Regions from separate parts of the Mus musculus genome. Here regions 2 and 3 are each linked to region 1. The links are chromatin contacts, called in public promoter capture Hi-C maps. All regions are on one chromosome and are shown on one strand. The core of a region is the stretch at or near the end of the contact, and the rest is flanking DNA. Distances in the headings are between cores, read along the strand shown. Region 1 holds the start of Zfr (zinc finger RNA binding protein). Region 2 has its middle 23 kb from the start of Tars. Region 3 has its middle 9.2 kb from the start of Gm41274.

Region 1 (5,123 bases), core at 1,413-3,912:
ATTAGTTCTGGTGATACATGCAGTTTTAAAAAATCTACTTAAAAAAAAAAAAGACTTATTTTACTTCTCTGAGTCCACTGTAGCTGTCACTGCCACAGCAGAAGAGGGCACTGGATCCCATTACAGATGGTTGTGAGCCACTATGTGCTTGCTGGGAATTGAGCTCAGGACCTCTAGGAAGAGGAGGTCAGTGCTCTTAACCACTGAGCCATCTCTCTAGAACCAGGATTTACCAAGCTTACTTAAGCTGGTATTCAACATTCTTAAAATACTGATTGGATTGAAATAATTTTAAAATCTATAGCCCTGCATTTTGGGGGAAAAAAAAAAAAAAAAAACCTTTAAAAACTCCAAACACTCCTGCTCCCAATTTTCAGTACCTAAATAGTTAAAATGCAAATCTGTCATTCATTGAATGCTAAAAAAACAGAAAAATATTGTACAAAATGAACAGAAAAATTTAATGGTTAAACACAGCATTTTCTAGAACACATGTTACTCATTAGCAATAGATTTTATGGGCACAGAGGCCATTTCCTAAGAAAAAAGAAATTATTTTGTTTGACTATGTTTTCTCCCTTCACAAGACTTTGCTTGTTTCACATCTAAGTCTGTAAAACAAATAACATGTTAATGTCTGAAATGTCCCATGATTTTGCTCTGAAGATATAATTTCAGTCATTTTTCTCAGCACTGGCCTGAAGAGACTTTTAAGCCACCACCTTAAGATTGAGGCTTTCAACAATCAGTAAAATACCTATGTCAGTAATATAATAATTTACAATTTTAACACCTTTTTTAAAAAATGGGGGCATTTCATCTATTTGATTGATAGATTTTTTTTTCTTTGTCAGTAATATGTAAAACAGTATCTCTTGTAGTAAATTGTATCATAGGATTCCCTAAAATGAAGTAACTTTTTTTTCCTTTAGAATTTTCAGCCCCCAATTATTAGCCAGTATCCCATTTTACAGAGGAAACTCAAAAAATATGTCCCAAATGTCATAAAAAATCACAAAGATACTGTTACTAAAATTTTGTTTTCCAATGAGCCTCTTTTAAATACATGACTCTCCTAAGGTAAATGGGATGAAAAAGCTATCTGAATTTAACCATGATCCTAAATATGCTAAGGCACACATAAAACTGTATGCTTACTGCATGAACCAAGCGACTAGCTGTCTTACTCTGATTCATGACGGTCCAATAAATACAGGGTTTTGCCTCTTGTTTCTGCGATAAGATGTATAAGGAATTACAGCTACTTTAGCAATGACAGCTATCTGGAGGTAGAGGATTCATCCCAGGCACCACAACTACTCGGTATACAGTCACTGGCATTTTCTTTTTCCCCGGGCGGGGCGAGGGGCAGGGGGGAAGACCTCAAAGGAGAACCACCGGTCCACTTGGAGCCGTCCTCAATGGCTCCAAAGGCTACACACGCATCATCTACCCTAGGAACTTCGCACATCTTTTTCGGTCTAACAGCTAAACGATTCACAGGTGGTTGGCATATTAACATCTCCGCGAGCAAGAAAACCCAAAGGGAATGAGATGGAGGCGATGACGCTGGCAAAGTGGCAGTTAATCTGAGGGGCTGGGGGCAGGGGGGTGGTTGGTGGCGTCGGGGACCCAGGGCCAAGGGAAGGTACCGACAAAGACCTGCTGTGTGATCTGGGCTCCGGGGGCGTCGCGGTAGAGGCCGCTGACTCCGCACTCCGCGCGAGGCCCCTCGGCTCACTCTCTCTCCATTCCCCGAGCCAAAGGGAAGATAAGAGGTGGGGGGGTGACAGGGTGGAGGCGGGGACCCGGGAAGCCGAGGGGCCGCAGCGGGCGGCTCGGCTCCGCTCCAAGGCCGCGGGAGGCCATTTTACCTCCGGGGCCGTCCAAGGCCCTCCACGTCCCCAACCCCTCCGCAGTCATCCCTCCCCCGTCTCGGCCCCTCCGGGGGCCGCTGTCCGCCGGAGCCGGAGGCCGAGTGCGACACGGCAGGGAAGGGCGGGTGTGGGGAGGGTGCGGGGGGCTCCCGGCCGCGCCTGCCGCGGGGACCCGGGCTCTCGGGGCGGTGCGGCGGGGGCGGGGGCGGATGCGGCCGCGGGGCCGGAGCGTCGGCGGGAGCCGGACCGCGGGGCGCGGAGGGAAGAGGAAAAAGGGAGAAGGCGGGGAGCCGTTACCTATACTGGGCCGCAGCCGCCGCCGCCGCCGCCCCGCTGTGGGTGAATCCAAAGTAGTTGCCGGTCGCCATTTTGGCATCTTCCCCCAGCCGGCTGGGCACTGCGGCGGGCACGGAGAGTCAGGTCCCATGGCGGGAGGGCAGCCGTCAAGGGGTCGGGGTGCCGAGGGATGGCAAGGGAGAGAAAAGGGGCCGTGAGAAGCCGCCCTGGCCGGCGGGGACCGCGGCCGCGCCGCCGTCCGCCTCCCTCCCCGCACTCCCTCACTCACTCGCACGCCCGGGTGGCGGCCGCCGCCTCCTCCCCGGAGCTGGCCCCAACCCCCGCGCCTACCCGCCGCCCAGGGCCGGGGCAGGGCATGGCAGAGGCCTCCACGGGCCACATTTAGACTCACCATAGGTGAAAGAAACTACAGGGCATATGGGAATCATGGGCTCGGGCTGCTGCTGCTGAACTCTGAACTCTCACCCGCTGCCTCCCTCCTCTGCCCCACTCCTCCTCAGCGGAGAACAGACCGCCGCCGCCGGCCGCACCGCGCAAGCGCGCTAGTGCGATGCATCCTGGGAGATGTAGTCCTTACGCCCCGCGCCAACCCCCCCACCCCCCACCCGGGGGCTGGCGCAGGGCCCCCCGAGGAGCGGATTTCTGGGGTGCGGATGTGGGGTTCTCTCGTGGGACTACGGGCCCGGCCTTATCCTAAGCGATGGTGACTCGCACCCGCTGCAGGGAGGCTACAAGGCGGAGGAAGAGCGCCTCGCTCGGCCGCGGGGGAGTCGGGCAGCGTGACCAGATAGCGTGACGTCTGTTGGCCTTTTCGCCGCCTTACTTTTTCACCGGTTTCCTTTACTTTTGCGGCTGCGTTTGTTCTCTCTTTCAGCCCTCCTCTCTCCTTTAATTTCCATTAACATTTGAGCTGGCCTAATTCCTGTTGCTTGTCACTGGCCTTTGGAAAGGGGAGGAGACAACGATGGGGGGGAAAAGAGCAGAGGAAGTGCTGCACCAAGCATCTGCCCAGAACCCTGCCTGTCACAGGGGTCACACATTTTGCCAAGACCCCGCCCCACCTCACAGACAAGGAGCCTTTCAGGGTCATGTTGGCGGCCCCCAACAAGGTGTTGGGCGTTGTAGATGCCAGAAACGAAACGTGACATGTTGTAGGAGCAAAACAAAATCCCTGTTCACATGGAATTTTTGTTCTGGGAAGTCTTATGACACACTAGAGCCAAAAACATAGAAAATGTGGTGGGTGGGACTGGAGTATTAGGAATAAAAACAGGACAATGAAGATAAGGGGAGTTCGGGCGGTTAGGGCAAGCCCTGGAATAGAGACCTGACAGAAGCAAGAAAACCACCCAGGTAGCTACCTGGAGGAAGGGCAGTGGAGAAGTCTATAGAGTATCAAGGAAGTCACTCTGGCTAGAACTGAGTGCGGGGATGACCAGTTCAAATGTCTTTGTGAGAGTCTTAGATTTCCTGGGTAGAGGGGCATACACCTATAAATCCCATCATTGGAGAGGCTGAGACAGGAGGATTTCCCAGAGTTCTAGACCTGCCTACACTACAGAGGGAGACAGTGTTTCAAAATAGAAACTACCCACCTATTCACTCCTTACCTGAGCTTCAAAAGAGTGCCAGGTCTCCCTGGGTCAGGATCAATACTTTATAAATAGTTCTTTACTGCATGCAACTGTGTCTTCATTACAGATGCTTTAGTGTTATCTCTGTATTGTCTCAGGCCATTTTCAGTCACACCTCCCCCACCTCCACCCCCCCCCCCCCCGCCCATTTCTTTTCTACTGCTAGGGATGGAGCTGAGATGACCTGAGCTAGCGATCGTTCTCTCTCTCTCTCTCTCTCTCTCTCTCTCTCTCTCTCTTCTCTCTCTCTCTTTCTCCTTTAGTTAGGGTCTTGCTGGCTGACCTGGAGACCTGGCACTCACTATACTGCTTCCGCTGGGCTCTCCCTCCCCTTCCATCCCCTCTCCCAGCCACTCCTGGACTGATTTCTGTCGTCTTGCTCTTACCCTGCCTCCACCAAGGCCTAGGAAGCGCTGCACCTCACCTCTCACCTGCCTCGTGGCCATCCAGCAGCCCCCTGCTGCTTATCTCTTAAGTCTGATGAGCCTTAAAACAGTCAGAGTGAATCAGAACTCACCCGTGGAAATCAGCGCTTTAGTCTACCTAAGGCAAACATTGCCTCAGTCCCCACTGGCGTCAACCCCCACACCTCCTACAACAGTACAGGTTCTGAGAACCTGCCTGGTTTGTCTTTTTTCTCATTTCAAAGGGAAAATGTAGGGCTTTGGGGGAAAATCAGTGTCATTGTTTTCGAGAACACTGATGGTTCCCAATTGTGTTGCTAAGGGGGAAAAAAATCTCCTACATATGGGGCATTAGAACTGTGTTGAAAAGGTGACTTGCCTTGAACTTCACGGAACAATGAAGTCTCTAGGCTAGCTAAGCAGCCAGCTGCTTCCATAAGCCTCACCACTAGTAAGCTATTTGCATTAAATGGGAGGAGAAGAGTCGGGTGGCAATTGTTGATTTCTGTTAAGGGCTGGCTTTCTGTTTGGCTGCTTGTCTTGAGAGGATAGAGTTACAGTGTTGATAACTTACACTGAACTGAAGTAGAAACTGGCTTCTTGGTGGTGATGGTCCTTCGGGGTGTGACAGGCTAGCCTATAGTAAGTACTTTAGCTTGCCCTCACCTTGTTTAGGAAAGATGTTTGGAGCAGACTGAAAGAAAAAAAAAAGATCTGGGTCTTGGGGGAGCTAGCAGGGGGATATTCTGATTAATGTTATTTAACTTTTTGGAGCCTCTTAAGATAGGAATAACAGCATCTTCTTCATATGGGCCATTGAGATGGCTCAGCAGGTGAAAGTGCTTGCTATCAAGCCAAATGGCCCAGGCAGGTACAATATGTCCCCTGACCTTCCCTCTCGTGTCCACACA
Region 2 (5,123 bases), core at 1,155-3,654, 700 kb after region 1:
ATACATACATACATATATACATACATGCATACATGCATACATACATAGACTGTCTTTTAAAGATATAAGTGTGAAGTCCTATGAACTGATTAATTTTTTCTTTTTCTTTTTCTGCAGAAAATTAAGTTAGAGAGCAGATATTTTCTTCCTTTGTGCTTTGGCAAAAGGCACACTGTCATGACCTGGTTCTTAAATAACATTTGCAGCCAGGGAATGACCTGAGAAAGACAGGAGGCCAATGGCTTTAACTCATATGCCCAGGGGTGGTCAGGTCAGTGACCATATTTCAACCTCTGGCCTGTGTTATGTTCTTAACGGTGTATCCTGAAGTAAGAGTAAAAGGCAAATTACCATTTTAAAAGATACTATTTTAAGAGGTTTATGGATCAGTCAGTAAAAGAAAGGCATATACTAACGATACACAGTGGTGTAAAACTTGCAAGCAACGGGAGAATTGCTTGGGATTAGGCCAGAAACTTAGAATACCCAACATATAAGATACAATTTGAAAAACACATGAAACTCAAGAAGAACGAAGACCAAAGTGTGGACACTTTGCCCCTTCTTAGAATTGGGAACAAAACACCCAAGGAGTTACAGAGACAAAGTTTGGAGCTGAGACAAAAGGATGGACCATCTAGAGACTGCTGTATCTGGCGATCCATCCCATAATCAGTCTCCAAACGCTGACACCATTGCATACACTAGCACGATTTTGCTGAAAGGACTCTGATATAGCTGTCTCTTGTGAGACTATGCCGGGGCCTAGCAAACACAGAAGTGGATGCTCACAGTCAGTTATTGGATGGAACACAGGGGCCCCAATGGAGGAGCTAGAGCTAGAGAAAGTACCCAAGGAGCTAAAGGGATCTGCAACCTTATAGGTGGAACAACAATATGAACTAACTAGTACCCCACGGAGCTCGTGTCTCTAGCTGCATATGTAGCAGAAGATGGCCTAGTTGGCCATCAGTGGAAAGAGAGGCCCATTGGTCGTGCAAACTTGGTATGCCTCAGTACAGGGGAATGCCAAGGCCAAGAAGTGGGAGTGGGTGGGTAGGGGAGTGGGGGGGGTGTATGGGGGACTTTTGGGATAGCACTGGAAATGTAAATGGAGAAAATACCTAATTTAAAAAAAGTATATAAATGAAAAAAAAAAAAAAAGAGTTGCCTCCAATGGAAGCTGAAACCACTTTTCTACTCAATGTTCAGACAATCTCCAGGTTATTCTGTCTGAACCTCTGTGCCCTCCCTCAGCCCTGATGATTTTAACATGGGATCCCCGTGATATCTGAATCCCACGTCATCTCCCACCCCACCCAAGTACACTAGAGGAGAATACTGATATTTGAACACCATTGAGATACATTTAAGTTTCCCACAAGTGATGGATGCATCTAAATTAGCTTTCGTGTTCTAGAACTGGAGGCTGTGAACAATTTGCAGAGGTTTATGGGAAGTGAATAATCCCTTTGAATCCCCACGGTCTTGAGTTCTGTCATTCAGCAGGTACCCAGTGAGAGCACAGACTCAGGAGGGTTTGGGTGGCTGCATTATCGCTTGAGTATTCTCAGATTAATAATACCCAGCGTTTTCCACTAAACTTTCTTATATCCATCAGTAGGGCTGAGTTAGCCAGCCAATGAGCAAATTAATCCAAACTTTCCAACTTTTCTTCAACAATATGAGTGTTCTAAAGCTCCAAACACATCCCTGCCTGGCAGTCTATAGGTTCTTCATTTGTGTTTTGAGACAAGATCTCAGTCTGTATCCAAACTCATTTATGATCCTCCTGCCTCAGAAGGTGCTGGGATTACAGGATTCACCACTGTATCTGGCAACTTTCTGGTGGTTTGATCACTTTTTCAAACTCAGCGAATAGACAACACAGTTGAATTCTTGCAGCAGGTCTGCTGGTGTTTTGCTTCCTCCAAATGCCAGAACCATCCATTAGTTCTAACTAAAACACTCCAAAGTCTCATGTTTAATAAAAATCATAGCAGGGAATGACAAGCCATCATTATACAAACTCAAGGTGTAAAAACTAACCGTGCCTAGAGACTACACAAATGACAAAACCCAAACAGGGACCCTCATGCATGCTGCAGAATGAATAAAATGTTGTACCCAAGTCTGTTTCTGTTCCTTGGTTATTTGAGATGTCACTTCCTCTGCTTCTATAGGTTTCCTTGCAGAGTCTCAGGCTTTCTTCTCTGGCGTCAGGCCTTCCCCGTCCCTGCCTTGTCTCATCGCCTGTCTGTCGTACAACAATAAATAACTGGTGGGTTGCAAGAAAAGCATGTGTTGGATCAAGCTGATGTGTCTGCTTTCTGCCCCCCAGAGAGGACAGGGAAGGCTCTGATGTCTGAATGAGTTCCACGTTTTGACCTGGGGACCTCTCAATTCCGAGAAGGATCCCTTGCCAAGTATATGGAACAATTATTTACAATTAAAGAAGCTTTCCATACCTCTTTCAAAACGGACCCGATTGCTTCATCTCTAAGAGGAGAAAGTAAAAGCCCACAAATTAAATTCCCCAATCTTGAGAAATGAGAGTGGGAAAAGGGGTTGCACTGGGATTTATTCTTCATATACAGTCGCCGTTTAAAAACAGAAAGGGAACAAGCTGGGTAAATAAACTGATTTACATATTCTTGCAGCTAAGGGAATTCCTGATGGAGGAAGCCACAGTGAAATGCTGCTCAGCACTCAGTGGCCTGCTCAACTATGACCCCAAACCAAGTCCCTCAACTTCCTTGGGCAAGAGCTCCATGGTGGTTCATGAAAGTAGTTGTATATGGGATGCAGATTTTGTCACACGAGAATTATTACTTTTCTTTTTTTTCCCTAATAGTATGTCAACGATTTCCATAGGTCCGCCTTCTCCCATACTCCCATTACCTTCAGAGTAGATCATCAGTTTTCAGAATGTGTCCTCTGGAACTCAGATCTTGACAAATGAACAAAGTAGCACGTAGGCTGATGAGTTTAGGATGTGCTATAGAATATTTCCTCTGTCTATCAGTTTGCTCAGTTTACCGATGGCTTTGCAAAGTCCTGCACACAGTCAAGGCTCCCCAGTGCTACATGTGAGATGCAGTCCTTCCTTCTCGTGCCTGTGCTGCAGGGCTCTTGTCCACTGTGGTGGTGTTAAGGGATGGCACATAACTGCAGCCCCAGTACTTGGAAAGCTAGGAGAAGAAAATTACTGGGCTACACAGTGAGTTCCAGACCAATCTGAGCAGTAGCAAGAGACCCTGCCTTAAACAAACTAATTAATGAAGTAATTCATTAATTATCTTTTAAAGAGAACAATTAAAATGGTAGAACTTCTATGAGAAAGCTTCGCATAGAAAAAAACTCCATCTGGCTCACCACTGTCAGAAGAAATTATAAGTATAGTCCTCTGACTGACTGCTTGTTCCAAGCAGTGTTTGGTACAAGATCACCATAGCTCCCTAACCCCTCTGTCTCACTGTCGTCTCTCTCCCTCTTGTGTGTGCTGCACCCATAAGTCTATCCACTGTCCTGCAGCTATCAGGGCTCATTAGAGGCTCAACAGACAGGCCATTTGATCTGGGGCTTCTGGGCTCAAAAGCTGTGAGCTACGTCACCCATTCTAGATGTATATAGAGTCTGGTATTTTGCTATAACAAAAGAAAATAGGTTATTTTTTTATTATATTTTATGTGCCTGAATATTTTGCCTGTGTGTATATAATTGTACATGCGGTTTGAGGAGGCCCGAAGGATGTTAGTTCCCATGGAACTGGAGTTACAGGTGGGTGTGAGCCACCATATGGGTGCTGGGAAGTCAACCTATGTCCTAAGGAAGAGCAGACAGTGCACTTAAATGCTGAGCCATCTCTGCAGGCCTCAGGGGAAAAAAATGTATTAATATAGCTAGAAGTAGCAAAACTTTTGGAACCTAAAGAGCATGTCATGCCATTTTTATATTCCTTGGTCTCAGACTTCCTCCCTCCCTGCTTTTAAAAATCAATTAATTTATTTAAATAAAGTTAATAATTAATTTAAATAAAATTAATTAATAACTAAATTTGAAACAATTAATTAATTAATTGGTTATTTTCCCATCCTAACCTCAGTTTTCCCTTGCTACTCTCTCCCCAGTTCCTCCCTCTACCTTTCCTTTCACACCCCCCCCTCCAATCCACTTTTCCTCCATTTCTCTTCAGAAAAGGGCAGGCCTCCTCCTATGCATATCAATAAGCCTTGGCATATCAAGTTTCAGTAAGACTAGTCACTTCCTCCCCTATTAAGGCTAGGAAAGGCAGGCAACAGAGTCAGAGACAGACCCTACTCCCACTGTTAGGAGTCCCACACAATGACCAAGCCACACAACTGTAACATATGTACAGAGGGCCTAGGTCATTCTCAGGCAGGCACCCTCATTTGTCCCTTCATCTCTGTGAGCTCCTCAGGACCCAGGTTAGTTGATACTGTGGATTTTCTAGTGGTATCTTTGACCCCTCTGGCTCTACAACCCTTCCCCCTCCTCTTCTGCATGATTCCTTAGCTCCACCTAATGTTTGGCTGTGTGTCTCTGAATCCCTTTCCATCAGTTGCTGGATGGAGCTTCTCTGATAACAACTGGGCTAGCAGTAGGGGATATAGAGCCTGAACTGCCCATCTCCTGTAACCAGGCAAGACCTCCAGTGGAGGGATTGGGACACCAACCAGCCACAAAGTCTTTAATCCACAATTTATCCTGCTTGCAAGACACACTGGGATAAAGGTGGTACAGAAATTATGGGGGTGACCAACCAATGACTGGTCCAGCTTGAGACCCATGTCCTGAGAAGGAACCCAACTCTAATAGTGACTGGATGGCCAGGAGCCAGAAGCTAGGTAGCCCAGAGACCTAGAGTAGAATCAAACAGGGCTGAAAAAAAAGTCAATGAAATAATTTCTAATTATGATATCCCACTGTACTTATAGATTGGTGTCTAAGCTCCCTGGTTTTTAATCCTGCATCATAATCAACAGTTAACCATCTTTTCTCTTCTCTGCACCACAGTAGCTCTTTATTTGCTTATAAACATTTGTGATTCCCTACCAATGAGAGAAATGCATACAAGTGTGCTTTGTTTTTATTTGGGGTCT
Region 3 (5,123 bases), core at 896-3,395, 670 kb before region 1:
AGATCCAAAAGCAATGTGTTTTGACTTTTTAAAAGATAAGGAAGGGATTTGAAGGCAACTTGTAATTTTTTTCCTTCCAAAGAGAGTGATTTGCCACTGTTTAATTTGATAAAATTCTTTATGCTTCAAACACAGACTCGGCTTTAAATATTAACACACTTCAAAAAGTGGGATGAAACCATCGAGCTTTCATGAATTAATTATCACAGTTTGAAAACTCGAATTTTACAAAGTATATCACAAAGTGAAGGCTGGCTTTTCCAAATCTTCTCTGCTTTCTGGTATTAACTCATGGTTAAATAAAATTTTATTTACATTAATGTGTGTGGCAATGTAAACTTGGAAGGTTCCTGTTTCTTGGTATTATACAATTCCAACTGTACATTTTTTTTCTTTGCATTCACTAACATAATTATAATAATTAGTGGGCTAATTGTTGGTAGAGCATTTGCCCTGTATTCTGCAAGGCCCTGGGTCCTGTCCCCAGAACTGCAAGAACAACAATAATAATTTTAATTAAAGTGGTGTACTTGAACATCATGAAGGATCAAACATTGATACTCATATGATTTGTAAACAGCCCCCTTTTGTAATTTCTAGCTCTTCTCATTTATCAAGATAACAATTTCCTTCTTTTTTTTCTGTCTGTCTGTCTTTCTCTTTTCTTCATTTTTTTAAAAAATGCTGCTTTCATTGCTTTATAATATCTAGAAATTATGTATCTTTCTTTTGTATTTTAGTTTTGTTTTTACTCATCTTTTTTTTTTCCTTCTTGATCCAGCCTCTGATCAAAGATTTTATTTATTTGTTATACATAAGTACACTGCAACTGTCTTCAGACTCACCAGAAGAGGGCATCAGATCTCATTACAGATGGTTGTGAGCCACCATGTAGTTGCTGGGATTTGAACTCAGGACCTTCGGAAGAGCAGTCAGTGCTCTTAACTGCTGAGCCATCTCTCCAGCCCAGTACTGCTCCTTTATTTTCTACCTTCCACTTGAGAAATCTGATGTTAATTGGATTTTTGGTTTGGTTTTGATTGTTATTATTTGGTTGTCTGTCTTAGGGCTTTACTGCAGTGAACAGACACCATGACCAAAGCAACTCTTACAAGGACACCGTATAATTGGGGCTGGCTTACAGGTTCAGAGCTTCTGTCCATTATCACCAAGTCAGGGACATGGCATCGTCCAGGCATGCATGGTGCAGGAGGAGCTGAGAGTTCTACATCTTCATCAGAAGGCTGCTAGCAGAATACTGGCTTCCAGGCAACTAGGACAAGGTTATTAAAGCCCATACCCACAGTGACACACCTACTCCAACAAGGCTACCCTTCCTAGTAGTGCCACTCCCCAAGGCAAGCATACATAAACCATCACATTGCCCTAAGTTAATTCCCATTGTGAAAGTGCTTGACAAGATGAGAAGAGGATGTCAGATCCCCTGGAGTTACGGGCAGTAGTAAGCTACCCCACGTGGGTGCTGGGAACTGAACTCAGGGTCTCTGGAAAAGTAGCAAGTGCTCTTAACTATTGGAGTCATCTCTCCGGCTATTAAACACTCGTTCTAAAACTACCATCTTGTTTTGTTTTATAGATACAATATTCTCCCCTACTTCTCTGAAAATAGTAATGGTTCTTTTTTTTTCTGATTTTTTTTCTTCTCTCCATCATGAGATCTTTCTGTGGGTTTCTTTGTTAAAAATAAACAAACAGCCACAAACCTAGTTTGGTTTGGGTCATTGAGTAAAGGTGTCTAAGCCTGTAGACCCAGGTTTGATCTCTGGGATCCTCATTGTAGAAGGAAATAATCAATTTCTTTGAGTAGTTCTCTGACCTCCCTTGGCACGCGTGCACGCACGCACATGCACACACACTTACACAAATAAATGTAAAACAAAATGAAACATTTACTTTCTGAAGTATAATGTATATACAATGAAAAGAATACCCACTTAAAATTTTCATCCTTTCCTTTGAACTGATCTAAATTTCTAAAGATGAATTCTGCTCTGTTCCAGGAGGTGCAGCCCTGGCTTCTAGTGTTCTAGAATCCGGGGAATTAGAAAGCTAAGTTGCTCTATGCTGCTGCGCCCAGCTCGCCAGCTCGCTTAACTCCTTTGTTTCCAAGAGGAGGTCACTCCTGTGACCCAAACCAAACTAGGTTTGTGGTTGTAGAGCAGAGGCGAGTCTGTAACAGCCCTTATGCAAACACACGGCCTTGAAAGCCTGGGGGTGGGGGGTGGGGTTCTATTTTCAGACAGCAAAGAAAGAACTGAGAGGACTCTCTGGGGGTATGGGACAGCTTTTATTACTCACCCAAGCCAACGGCCCACGTGGTGCCTATAAGCAGCCAAAGTATTTATACAAATGCTGAACTAAGAGAAACAGAGTCCGAGGGCTCACGGCAGCCCTCACCTCTTACAGGAGCAGCCTGCTGGTCCATTCCACCTTAGCTTTGTTCACTATCTTCAAAGGAAGAGAAGAGCCAGCATCCCTCCTCCCACACGGCTGTGTAAAATCCACAGAATGCCCGCCCGCAAGGGCGAGTTCATGGTGGCCACCTCAGATGCTGACGCTGAAATGTTTCTCAGAGATTCCCCACCCCATTTTTCTTTCTCTTTTCGTTTTCCTTTCTTCCGTCTTTCTTTTCTTCCCTTCCTTTCTCCCTTCCTTTCTCCTTTTCTCTTCCTTGTTCATCATGATCTCTTATGTAAGCAAGGATGCCCTGAATACCAGATACCCCAGCTTCTCAAGGGCTCGGGTATAGGCATGAGCTGCCACACCAAGTAATTAGTTATTCAAATTCGTTAAGCATGTTTCTGTCTTTTCTGCCCAACTTCCAAATCTTTGGAGTTTTGTGGAATAAGGTAGGCTGGCTACCTCTCTCCTTTGTTCCCTGCCAATTGGAAATTTGTATTCTTTCTTTCTCTCTCTCTCTTTCTTTCTTTCTTTCTTGATTTATTTATTTTATGTATATGAGTACACTGTGGCTGTGTTGTACTGGTAGTTGTGAGCCTTCATGTGGTTGCTGGGAATTTGAATTTAGGACCTCTGCAGGCTGTGGTCAGCCTTGCTCTCTCCGCTCCGGCTTAAAGATTTATTTTATTATTATATCTAAGTGCACACTGTTGCTGTGTTCAGACATACCAGAAGAGGGCGTCAGATCTCATTACAGGTGGTTGTGTGCCACACAAAGGATGCCACACCGAGTGGTTGCTGGGATTTGAATTCATGATCTTCAGAAGAGCAGTCAGTGCTCTTAACCACTGAGCCATCTCGACAGCTCCAGGAATTTGTTTTCTTGGGTCTAACTCATTTGCCACTTTTCCATCTCCTTTCCAGTATCCTGACATTTTTACTGCCATTATTTTCCTACATTTTTGTGCATTTTTGTTTGGTTTTGCTTTTTCTATGAAACAGCCTCACTCTAGGCCAGTATTAAACGTGTGGCAATCCCTCTGCCTCAGCCTTCCAAGAGGAAGTGTTCAGGCATGAGCCCTCACACTGGACTCCACGTTCTCATCATGGGCTTCTCCTTTCATGAGACTTTTATTCTGGGTTGGAGCTATAGCTCAGTGGTGGAGCACATGCCTAGCATGTGCAAGCATGTGCAAGCATGTGCAGCATAGCAAAGGTAACAATAACATTTACTATTACTTCATTAATCGTCACAGTTGTGCCAGACTAAAGGAAAAAGTTCATAAGATGCATATGAGTGTTCTCCACTCTCTGTAACCTTCCTAAAATTATGTAAATCATGATTTAGATATTTTATTTAAAAAAAGAAAACCTTGATTATTTATCCCTTAGTTAATTACTGTTTATTATAGTTTTATCCAAAAATAATCACTTGGGTCCTGTAAGGACTGGTGTTTGCAGCTGTCCTTCCTCAAGATGGTGTTGGTGAGTCTGAGTCCTTTGCAGTTCTGTATGGAGTCTATGAAATATCTTCTCCCATGGCCTAAACCACTCTGTTGAGATTTTGGTTGACTTTGGCTTTCTAGATTTATTGGAAGGAGTGGAAATCTTTGTGATATTGAACCTTCTATCTAGGAGCACAGTGTAACTTTACGAAGTGGGTTTGGTACGGCTACAGTCTCTCTGCGACTCCATTAAGCAGTCTAGACAGGCGGGTGTCCAATCCTATATGCTCAGCTCTCTGGAGGCCAAGGCAGGACGACTGTGAATTCAAGGGCAGCCTGAGCTCTACCTGAGACCCTTTTCTCAAAGAAAGGAAAACCAAGAGGAAGAGCCCGGGCTCTGGGCTGGCTTTGCTATTCGCTTTATTTAACAGGATGTGACAGAGGTGAGTTTTGCTGGTCCCAGAGCTTGAAGTGACATCATTTCTGTCTTCAATCTCTTGGCATGCTGCTGCCTGGCTTGAGAACGCCATGCCATGTTGAAGTCCCAGATAAAAGGCCACATGAAAAAGAGAAGCCGGGCCCGGCCTGAGAGCCAGGTGAGTTCAGCCCCAGCCATTGATTCATCAGCTGAGTGTGTATACGTCAATGAGCCCAGCTGAAAGGCAGAGGACTGCTTGGGCTGCACATAGAATTGTAGAAAATGGTAAAAGCTGCTGTTGATTTCAGCAACTCAGTTCCATGGTGAGTGCACTACACCAAAGACGCGACTGACTCATTGAGAAGAGGTTCTTATCCTTCCTCATGCCGCGATCCTTTAATACGCTTCCTCATGTCGTGGTGATGCCTCCCAACCATAACACTGTTTTTATCACTACTTCATAATAGTACCTTGGCTACTGTTATGGGTTGTAATGTAAATAGTTTTGGAGGCTCTACTTCGTAATTGAAAGTTTACTACTGTTGTGGATCGTAATGTACATGGTTTTGGAGACAGAGATTTGCCAGAAGGGTCATGACCCACAGGTTGAGAACCACTGTCGTACAGGGATGCTGCTATGGTGAAATTCAGCACATGAAGCTCTGGCTTACAAGACAGAAGGAGACGTGGGGGAGGTTAGTCAAGCACTAAGGAAGATACCACAGGAGTCTAGAAAGTGAACACCCAATGTCTTAGGTGAGTGAAATCAACAAAACCTTTGCTTGGGATGACTAGAAAGACGATGTGTTTGTTCCTACCTGAATACCCCTGTTGGAAGA

What was found. Promoter capture Hi-C pulls out the DNA fragments that hold promoters and counts their contacts.
Region 2: a promoter capture Hi-C map of cranial neural crest shows a contact between it and region 1. The contact joins the enhancer-like site here to the promoter of Zfr in region 1. A contact is called at or near these places in 2 of 39 promoter capture datasets (cranial neural crest and pre-B cells), 1 of 484 Hi-C or Micro-C datasets (cortical neurons) and 1 of 9 other capture datasets (embryonic stem cells).
Region 3: a promoter capture Hi-C map of pre-B cells shows a contact between it and region 1, with 6 times the contacts expected there. The contact joins the enhancer-like site here to the promoter of Zfr in region 1. A contact is called at or near these places in 6 of 39 promoter capture datasets (3T3-L1-derived adipocytes, the HPC-7 cell line, cranial neural crest and 3 more), 2 of 484 Hi-C or Micro-C datasets (CD4 T cells and pre-B cells) and 3 of 115 datasets of contacts at active chromatin or transcription factors (embryonic limb bud, epiblast stem cells and forebrain).

The regions. Positions count from the first base shown.
Region 1 is chr15:12,115,390-12,120,512 of GRCm38.p6, reverse strand. Zfr (zinc finger RNA binding protein) reads right to left here and starts at 2,662. Exons shown (of 20, transcript NM_011767.2): 1 at 2,566-2,662; 2 at 2,175-2,274. The coding sequence starts at 2,602.
Region 2 is chr15:11,419,667-11,424,789 of GRCm38.p6, reverse strand. No RefSeq gene overlaps it. Among named protein-coding and RNA genes, the nearest start is that of Tars, 23 kb to the right of the region's middle. Within about 2 kb of position 2,404, at least 5 of the 459 cell types and tissues checked have an H3K27ac peak or open chromatin away from gene starts, as enhancers often do.
Region 3 is chr15:12,786,788-12,791,910 of GRCm38.p6, reverse strand. No RefSeq gene overlaps it. Among named protein-coding and RNA genes, the nearest start is that of Gm41274, 9.2 kb to the left of the region's middle. Within about 2 kb of position 2,145, at least 24 of the 459 cell types and tissues checked have an H3K27ac peak or open chromatin away from gene starts, as enhancers often do.